Regions from separate parts of the Sus scrofa genome. Here region 1 is linked to region 2. Evidence: chromatin contacts called from public Hi-C data. All regions are on one chromosome and are shown on one strand. The core of a region is the stretch at or near the end of the contact, and the rest is flanking DNA. Distances in the headings are between cores, read along the strand shown.

Region 1 (4,723 bases), core at 1,845-4,344, 570 kb before region 2:
GTGCAATGGATGCATTCCTGAAGGCTTTGTGTTATTCAAAACTCATGTGATTCAAAGCAAAATTCCCACATTAATGACTTTAAAGTATGGAGGAGTGTGTTCTCAGAACACATAAATCGACACTTATTGGCCTGTAACTTCCTTTTAGTGGTGCTTTTCATTTCTTTATATGATCTCTGCTATTTTGCAGAAATGAATCTGCTAAATTGCAAGTACATCATATCATAACAGCTGTTAGGTCTTCTGCAGAGGCTTTTTAATGACCTCTAAATTCTGGAATAAATTTATTGCTTTTGATGCCTTCCTGCATCATCACATTATGAATGCTCTGATGACATGGTCATAGGATATTAAAAAAACATTTCGAATTATAATAACTGCACAATTGTCACCAAAATCACTTGATGAGGTTCTGAGCCATGGGAATAGCAGCATAGTTCACAAGATACTGACAAAAGGAAGAGAGAATTTCTATTTTAGAACCAAAGTGGCAGTTTATAATTCACTTGTCTGAACAGCTTTGAAATTGAGCAATTCTTAATTTCTTTTTTAATTTGGAGGACTGGTACAATTTCTCATTTTGAGCACAAAGAGACCTTAAGAATGTTTTGTATCACAATTTCAAGTGTATGTAATTCAAATTCATTTCAAATGTAACTGTTCTGTACTAATGAATTATTGCTTTGGGGGTCATTTTCTTTTTAAGTAGGATATAGTAGAAAGATGTTGACTTTGAAACTACCAGACAGATATGGGTCTAATTTAGTTTTTGTCGCTTATTAGTGTGTGGGACTTAGTTTCTTCATCTCTAAAATGGGAATTATAAATGCCTATCATATAGAGGGATTCTGAAGATGAATAGTAATATTTACCCCTTATTAGGGGGCTTACTATAGGCTAATCAATTTGCATAATTATTACATTAATCTTATAGAATTCTACAAAATAGAAATTATTATTCCATTGAGAGGAAAGAGCTCATGGAAGTTAAGTTACATGACCAAGGCCTAATACCTGATAAAGACAAGAACAAAGATTCAAACTCAGATCTGAGTTGACCTCACATCAAGACACTACACTTTCTTTCTAAAAGTAAATGGGGGAGTTCCCGTCGTGGCGCAGTGGTTAACGAACCCGACTAGGAACCATGAGGTTGTGGGTTCGATCCCTGCCCTTGCTCAGTGGGTTAAGGATCCGGCGTTGCCGTGAGCTGTGGTGTAGGTCACAGACGTGGCTCGGATCCTGTGTTGCTGTGGCTCTGGCATAGGCTGGTAGCTACAGCTCCGATTAGACCCCTAGCCTGGGAACCTCCATATGCCACGGGAGCAGCCCAAGAAATGGCAAAAAGACAAAAAAAAATAAAAATAAAAGTAAATGAGATAATATCTTTAAAATGACCAAGAATAGTATCTGACCTAAAGTGTATAGTCAATCAGTGGTCATTACTCTTATCGTTACAGTAACCTCCTTCTCCATGGCCAACACACACACACACACACACCTGGGTACGCAATTACGAATAATCTGTATCCTACATTGCATAGTAAGAAAGAAGAAAGGGAGCTCCTCAAGGACTTTGCAAAGAGCTTCCAGAGACAAGGAAAAATACTGCTTTTCTTCCCAGAAGAGAACTCTGGCAAAGCCAGAGTCTGAGGTCAAGGTGTCTGCAAGCTTTCTTCTGTGGCTCTGTGGGAGGACATGCTCCATGCCTCTCTCCTAGCTTCTGGGGATTTGCCATTAATCTCGGGCCTCCCTCGGCTCCCAGAAGCATCACCCCGACCTCTGCCTCCTTCACATGACGTCTTCCCTCTGTGCATGTCCAGATTTCTCTTTATAAGGACACCCATCATACTGGATTAGGGTCTAATTTAAAGACTTCATTTTAACTTGATTTACTCTCTTAAAGACCCTATTTACAAATAAGCACACATTCTGAAGCACTAGGCGTTAGGACTTCAGCATGTCTTTTTAGGGAGATACAAACCCATAAGGGTGTGAAGAAGGGTGTGGGTGTGTGTGTGTGTGTGTGTGTGTAAGAGTATACACATGAACATGGCTAGACAAAAAAAAAAATTTGTTGTTGAGCCTATTTACCTTCTAGAAGGTCTTCTGGCATGCTGGATGTGTGAAGTCATGACTCTTTGAGTTGCAAGTGACAGACTCACCTTGAACCAGATTAAGCAAAGAGAGAAACTATCAGGTTATAGAATCAAACTATAGACATGGCAGGGAAGGGGAGTTCCTGCTATGGCTCAGCAGACTAATATCCGTGAGGAGGCAGTTTTGATCTCTGGCCTCACTCAGTGGGTCAGCGATCTGGTGTTGCTGTGAGCTGTGGTGTAGGTCACAGAGGCAGGTCAGGTCCCATGTTGCTGTGGCTGTGGTGTATGTCGGCAGCTGCAGCTCCCATTCGACCCCTAGCCTGGGAACTTCCATATGCCACAGGTACAGCCCTAAAAAGACAAAAATTAATTAATTTTTTAAAAAGAGGGGGAGTTTCCATCATGGCTCAGAGGAAACAAATCTGAGTAGCATCCATGAGAAGGCAGGTTTGATCCCTGACCTCACTCAGTGGGTTAACTATCTGGTGTTCCTGTGAGCTGTGGTGTAGGCCCGCAGCTACAGCTCTGATTCAACCCCTAGCCTGGGAATCTCCATATACTACACGCTGCATTTATGCTTCTGGCTGCGTCCCTGAGGCTGCAGGCGTGATGCCAGACCACACACACTTCCCTTCTTACAGCCTTATAGCCAGAGAAGTAAGAGCCTTCTTAATTGGTTAGGGAAGGAGCCAATAGGCTCTCAATGGATCACGTGACTTTCCCTAAACCAACCCCTGATTATAGGGTTCAAGGAAACACACGTGGTTCCACTTGGGGGTCTGTGTTCATTGGTAAGCACAGGTCTGGGGCTGCTAGGGTTGGCAAGGTTCAAGTTGGAGGGGAACATTTCCCCAAACAAGATAAAACAATCAAGTCTCATCACAGAAGCCCTTTGGGCACATTTGCAGCTTGAGGTGCAGCTGAAAGTTCGGCTTCCTGCACGCGCACCCCTGGGCGGGGCTTTGGCTCTGTCCGGGAACCTCCGGTTCCTGGATGTTGGCTATGGGTGGCGGCAGGGACTGTTCAGCTCTACCAAACTCATTTCCCTTTCTTTCTCTGCCCAGAGCTGTTCCACAGTTTCCAGGCTTTCTTGCAGTTTCACGGCTGCTAAGTTTTGACAGAGTAAGGAAATTCTAGCTGAAAGTAGGTCACGAGAAGTGAGGTGGGCCACTTCCAAGTCTGACCCAGGCGACCTCCTATCCTCCACGTTCTTTGTCCTCCTGCTGGCATCACGCCGAAAGGCACTGCAGTTTGAAGTCACCTATCGAAGTTGGTGGAACCACAAGATGGAAGGAGCCCAGGGTCCCGAATCCCTGCCTGGAAGAAAGCCATCTGTTCAGCAGATTTTAATGTGACCTTAGACTTAAGGCGAGGAAGAAACCAACTTCAATTGTTGGAGCGATTACAAATTTCAGAGTTCGTTGTAGCAACAAGTGTTGCCCTAACCAGTTGGTACATTTCTTCCCTTTCTTCACCATTGGCTTCATTATCTCCATTTTCCCCAAATAGCTGCAGGGTATCCTGGAGCAACAGAGCCAAGTGAATCCTGATTCTGCTGCTTACCAGCCATGTGTCTTTAAGGCCGTCACCCACTTTCTTTGAGGTGCAGTTTTCTGCCCTGTAGAATAATCATGCCTACTTGTGGGGCTACACCTTGCAGCCTGCCAGCTTTGTATGGTCCAGCCTCAAGACTGAAGAGCCTGGAGATATCAACAATTTATTGGATGGAGAATCTTAAATGTCCAAAGCACGAATCCTGGAGAGACACCCCAGTGGACAGCAGGTGGCAGGCAGGACATGGCAGCAGCCTTTGCTTCCTGGGGGGAGAGGGAGGCTACCATTTATAGGGTGAATTGATTCAGACAGGCTCATCAGTTACCAGGGGAACCAGCAGCTGGGGCAGGGGGCAAGCATGGAGGCAGTTACTGATTAAGCCCTATGATTAAGAGGATGGGATAGCGTGTGTGTAGGATGTGGGGGCAGCAGGGACTGGCTGAGCAGGGGATGCACAGAGAGCAAGAGAACAGCCATCTTGGATGTCCTGACATACGCTCCACCCCTACATACCCTGCACTATCCTTACAATCTTGGTCTGCCCCTCTTCCGTGGTATCCCTGGGGTCAGGGGGTATTGGTAACAAAATCCCACAAATAAAATACAGACAACAGCAGCTAAAGAGTATCAAGAGTAAGATACCCTGTACACTAAAAAGAGGGATTCGTGGGAGTTCCCAATGTGGCACAGAGGAAATAAATCCAACTAGTATACATGAGGATGTGGGTTCGATCCCTGGGCTTGCTCAGTGGGTCTGGGACTCAGTGTTGCTGTGAAGCTGTGGTGTAAATTACAGATGTGGCTCGGATCTGGTATTGCTGTGGCTGTGGCATAGGCCGACAGCTGCAGCTCCGATTCAACCCCTAGCCTGGGAACTTCCATATGCTGCAGGTGTGGCCCTAAAAAAAAAAAAAAAAAAATTTAAAAATGAGAGGGATTCACCAAAAGGTGGGTAAATTTTGGAGTCAGGTGCTTGGCAGGCAGGACAGGAGGAAGGTCAGAGTCTTCAGTGTCCCCCTAGGGCGCATTTTCATCTCACTGCAGACCCAGCCTCACGCTCATTTTGT
Region 2 (4,758 bases), core at 1,933-4,432:
CAAAGGGAACCAGCCCATGCAAGACGACAGCAGCGTGAAGCAGCCCAGCACACGGGGAGTGGGCACCACCCACAGCTCCACACGCACACTCCCCTTCATCCTCACGACCGCGGCATCTGACAGGGTGGCCACGTGCTCAGCGGAGAATCAGTGCTGCCCAGTGGCCAGGTGACAGAGTTCCAGACACAGACACAAGACCTCTACTAGGGACTTCGGCTCTCTTGCTACAAAGGGGTCACCCTTGGCCCTGGGTGCCTCCTCCTTTGTTCTCCTCAGAGCTGCAGGGGAAGCAGAACGGGAGCAGCCGCACTGTGACCAGAAGGTGGTCAAGAGGATGAAACAGAAAAGTAGAAAGGACCCCAGCCCACTGGGAATGTCGCAGAACTAATGAACAGCCTGGACCTGCTATCAGCCAGGCTCCTTCTTATGTATGAATTAATCCCTCTCCGGTTATGCCAGTGTAGCAGGATTTCCAGAACATTCAAGCGAGAGACAATCTCTCAGTGAGGTCAAATCTGCAACCTGGAAGTGACGGGCTGAAAAAGGTGGAACTGACCTGGCAAATGAATGGAAATGCAGCATCTGGTCTACCAGTACGTAGCCTCCTGCATGCTGGGAGCTATACAAGGTTCGATGGAGACCAGAGTGTTAGCGACAATGGAAGAAAACTTGCAGGAGATGGTGCATACATTTCCCTAGGGAGAATGATGAACTCAAGCCACACCGGCCATTCTGCAAAGAGACAGAAGAAATGCCTCCTTTGTTAAGGCAGGTATCCCTGCCTACGCCCTCTAATCTAAGTCCCACACTTAAAAGTCTTGCAGGACAGAAAAGGCCAAGTGTTCCCACACCCCACCCCCAACACAAGTCTTTGCAAGAGACAAGGCTGCTGCCAATAGGAAAAAGAAAAACTTCCCTTCAGTAACTGTCTGGGGAAGATGCTGCAAAAAACCAAAACAAACAAACAAACAAACAAACAAAAAAAAATCAAAGAGGTGAGACTATAACCTCTCATCACTAAGACTGTCCTCAACCGAAAATTCTCAAGCTAACACACCTGGACAGGAAATGAGCACAAGTCTTCAACTTTCTGTGGAAAACCCATTATTCTCCCAAGTATAAAATGCATGGATTGGGACTGCAAGTTATTTTCAGAATAATATAAGATCATAATTATAGCATTCCTACTTTGGTAGGTGTTTAAAATCTTGTTAGCACTCATTCTGCAAATATTTTCATTTATAGGACAATGACAAAGCAAATTTACTTGGGGAAAAAAATCCATTTAGAAAGCAGTGTAACGCATCCCTTGGCTTTATCTCTGGATTTTACAAAACCAAGAGTGTGCTAGCAGCTGAAATTCTGGGGCCACTAGCTCAAGTCCAGTGGGAACGCCCGGCCTTGCCCCCTCCAGGAGGTACAGTGTTTTCTTTCACTTAAATAGATGAAATTAGCAGAAACCACTCATCCAGGAAGTTTCTAATTCTGTTTTTTAAAAATGAGAATTACCAGTAAATAATGCCCCAAATGTGTATGAGCAAGAATTAGCATGTAATTCTAGAATACTGCCAACATAAGAATTGTTCTTTTACTCCACCGCAGCTTCTCACCACACAAACACTAACTTGAGTAAAGCAGTCAAAACTCCTGATACTTTATTCCTAAAACTGTCAACAGCTCATGACTGTGATTAAGAGACTGGTTCTGGGGCAGAACTGACCTGATTTGAGTTGCAGGTCTTTCAATATTTCTGGCCTCCTCTGTGAAAGGCCAGGGCATAGTAACGGCTGCGCAGAGCCCACGTGAGAATTACCATCTGACTGTGTGAAGGCGCCAACACTAACTGCCTAATATGTGATAAGGATAATTACAATGGCTATTATTAATAGTTTTATTGCAAAGAAGATAGGATTTGTTTGTTGTTTCATCATCTGCCAAAGAACACATTTCTAATTTTCAATCTCTTTATTTTATTAACAACCACTCAGGGCTTCTTTGGCTGGAGTTTAAATCAGGATGGGATGTACCCTTCCTTGCCTATTAGCTGCTGCAGCTTGAGAAATTCAGAGGACCTCACAGTGCGGCCCCCAAGCCTGCAGTGTCAGCATCAGGCTCTTGTAAGCACTGCAAATGCTCAGGCGCCACCAAGTATTCTGGCTCCAGAATCAGACACTTTAGGGGTGAGGAACAGCTAACTTGTTTCCACAAGTTCTCCAAGGGATTCTGGGCAGGCAGTCAGAGGGCAGCTGAAAGAAATGCAGCCCTGGGCCAATGTCACTACCCTGTAGCCCTGTGACTACTGCCCTCGGGAATGAGGCCGCTGTGGGAGCCCTGATGGAGGATCCCTACCCTCGCCTTCCTGGGTACTTCTGGGGGCAACATCAGTGTCCCCTGTACCCCCCCCAGACCCCCCCGCAGCCTGGAGCAGATAGCAAACAAGGCCGGCCAGCAGGGGAGCTCAACCATTCCCACTGGCCTAACCACCCTCATGGTCAAGGCCCCTGGAGAAGGAGGTTCCACAACACTCTTAAGACCCTTTCTCAGCATATGACCACACAAAAATGTGCACACAGGCAGAGAAAGTGCAGAGAAGCACTATTCATGAGAGCCCAGAGGGAGAAAAACCCAAATGCCCATCGACGGGCAAACAAGTGTATCTGAAGTCTATCTATACACTGCAGTGTTAATTGACTATAAAAAGAAATGAAGCACTGATACACACTACACATGACGAACCTTGAAAATATTCTAAGTGAAAAAAGCCACACATACAGAACCACATATTATTTATACAAAATATCCAGAACAGGCAAATCTATAGAGACAGGAAGATGATTAGTGGTTGTCTAGGGTTGGGGGGAGGGGAGGGAGTTTTGGGAAGTGACAACTATGGGTTTCTTTCTGGGGGACAAAAAGATTTTAAAAATTAGATTACAGTGATGGTTCCAAAACCCTGTAAATAAAGAAAAATACACTGTATAATTTAAATGGGTAAACTGTATAATACATGAATTATAGCTCAATAAAGCTGTTTTTAAAACAAAACAAAAGCTTCCTGCCAAGGACTCCTCATGAGAGCTGCTCTAACCTCCCAGCAGTGCTGTCCAGGGAGCAGGGTAGCAGTGCGAGACCTGAGGCCAAGATTGGGGGAGGAGGAAGCAGGCCAGCCTGCAGGCAAATTTAAGGAGGCATTCATCCTCAGGGCCATGAAGCACAGGGCCCATACACGCAGGGCCCTAAAAGTGAGTGCCTCCTTAAATTGTGCACTCAGGATGCCTGCCTGGCTGCCTGCCTCGCCCTGGTCCTGCCCTGATTCTGAGACTGCTTCAAGTTCAGATATGCCTACAGAGTCTATCCTGAGGCTATTTCCAGACTACTTACCATTTCCTTGCTTTATAAACCTCACTAGCTCCCCAGTACCTACAGATTTCAAGTTCAAGGGTGACAACTCAAGATCCTCTACTTCGGACTTAAACCCTGCAGGCTTACGGGTACAGCCTCCAGAGTTAGATGGGCCCTACGGATGCTGTAAGCAAGGATTTACACTCCAGAATCTCCAGTACCCAAGCCCTCAGCCCCTCCCCAGCCTTCCTAGCAAGCAGCAGAGGTTAAAATTCAATCTCTGGGTTACCATCAACCCTCAGCACCAGGCTTCACACAAAGTATAAGGACTGACTGACTGTTTAAATGTCAATGGTTAACTAGGAAAGGCTCAATCAATGCTAACTTACAACTGTTAGCAGGCACAAAAACAGCAAACTGAGACAGAATCTAGCCATTTGCTGTGGCTTCCCCATCTGTACTGACATGCCAAAAAGCATGAGGAAGAAGAAAAATCTACTAGCTTCAAACTACTGAAATCCATGAACAAACAATTCCCAATATTTCATCTTGAACCTGGGCTTTACTGACCACAGAAAAGCAAAGTTATGTGGAAAGTAAGTTAGGAATAATCTTAAAAAGCCATGTGTCTCTGGCAACCAGAGACCATTTGTTCTCTTCCTTATTTTGTCAACACCCTAAAACCTTGCAGAAAAAGAAAGAAAAACATCTCGATTTCAGAACGGTAGCTCTCCATTCAAATAAGCTGCAAATGAGCAAAGGAGGTACATACTATAACAAAAACAAGACCAAAACCAAAAACACGGAGGGGATAAAAAAAGAAAGCACACTTTTCTGGGACTGGAAAAAGAAAGGAGGGCCATCAAGACACAGGGAGCAACACTGCCACCAAGTGGTGACCGGGTCTCAAGTCGCCCTCTGACATCTGAATCAGCCTTCTCAATCAAGGCTGCGGTCTGAATGCTTTGGGTGGGTTTAAAAAGAAAGATTTCAACCCCAGGCCCATCCCCACCTTCCTGACCAGGTGAGAGCAGAGGGGCCGGTGCAGCCCATAGTATAAGTCTCCCCACGTGACTGATACACAGTGAACATAGAGAACCAGGGATCAAAACAGAGTCGCAAAGATGTCACTGTGATGCTTAAATGTTCCAGTCAAGTTCTGCTTGCAGTTTTTCTGCTTATATCGTCCATTAAAATTTCCTAATGGTAAATAAATTCTTGAAAATTTGGCCATGAACAATAAAGCACAGTCATACAACAGTTCTACATTTTTCACAATAACATAAAGATTCAGATTAATTCCTTGGTTTTGCCATTACTATTTGCAGCTAATGTCTAATCCAATCAACCAAACTGTACCATAAATCAGGCATATTGACACGGCTATACTCACAACACAAAAACCCTTTGAACTTC

The links. Hi-C and Micro-C count contacts between places; a contact is called where the count stands out from the background.
Region 1: a Hi-C map of subcutaneous adipose tissue shows a contact between it and region 2, with 4 times the contacts expected there. The contact joins two enhancer-like sites. A contact is called at or near these places in 20 of 47 Hi-C or Micro-C datasets (alveolar macrophages, blood, embryonic fibroblasts and 11 more) and 2 of 2 datasets of contacts at active chromatin or transcription factors (alveolar macrophages and skeletal muscle).

The regions. Positions count from the first base shown.
Region 1 is chr8:30,092,367-30,097,089 of Sscrofa11.1, reverse strand. No RefSeq gene overlaps it. Among named protein-coding and RNA genes, the nearest start is that of TLR10, 40 kb to the left of the region's middle. Within about 2 kb of position 3,094, at least 4 of the 83 cell types and tissues checked have an H3K27ac peak or open chromatin away from gene starts, as enhancers often do. A contact at or near this core is called in subcutaneous adipose tissue, where this site is marked.
Region 2 is chr8:29,521,870-29,526,627 of Sscrofa11.1, reverse strand. All of the region lies in intron 14 of TBC1D1 (TBC1 domain family member 1), which reads right to left. Among named protein-coding and RNA genes, the nearest start is that of MIR9840, 25 kb to the left of the region's middle. Within about 2 kb of position 3,182, at least 51 of the 83 cell types and tissues checked have an H3K27ac peak or open chromatin away from gene starts, as enhancers often do. A contact at or near this core is called in subcutaneous adipose tissue, where this site is marked.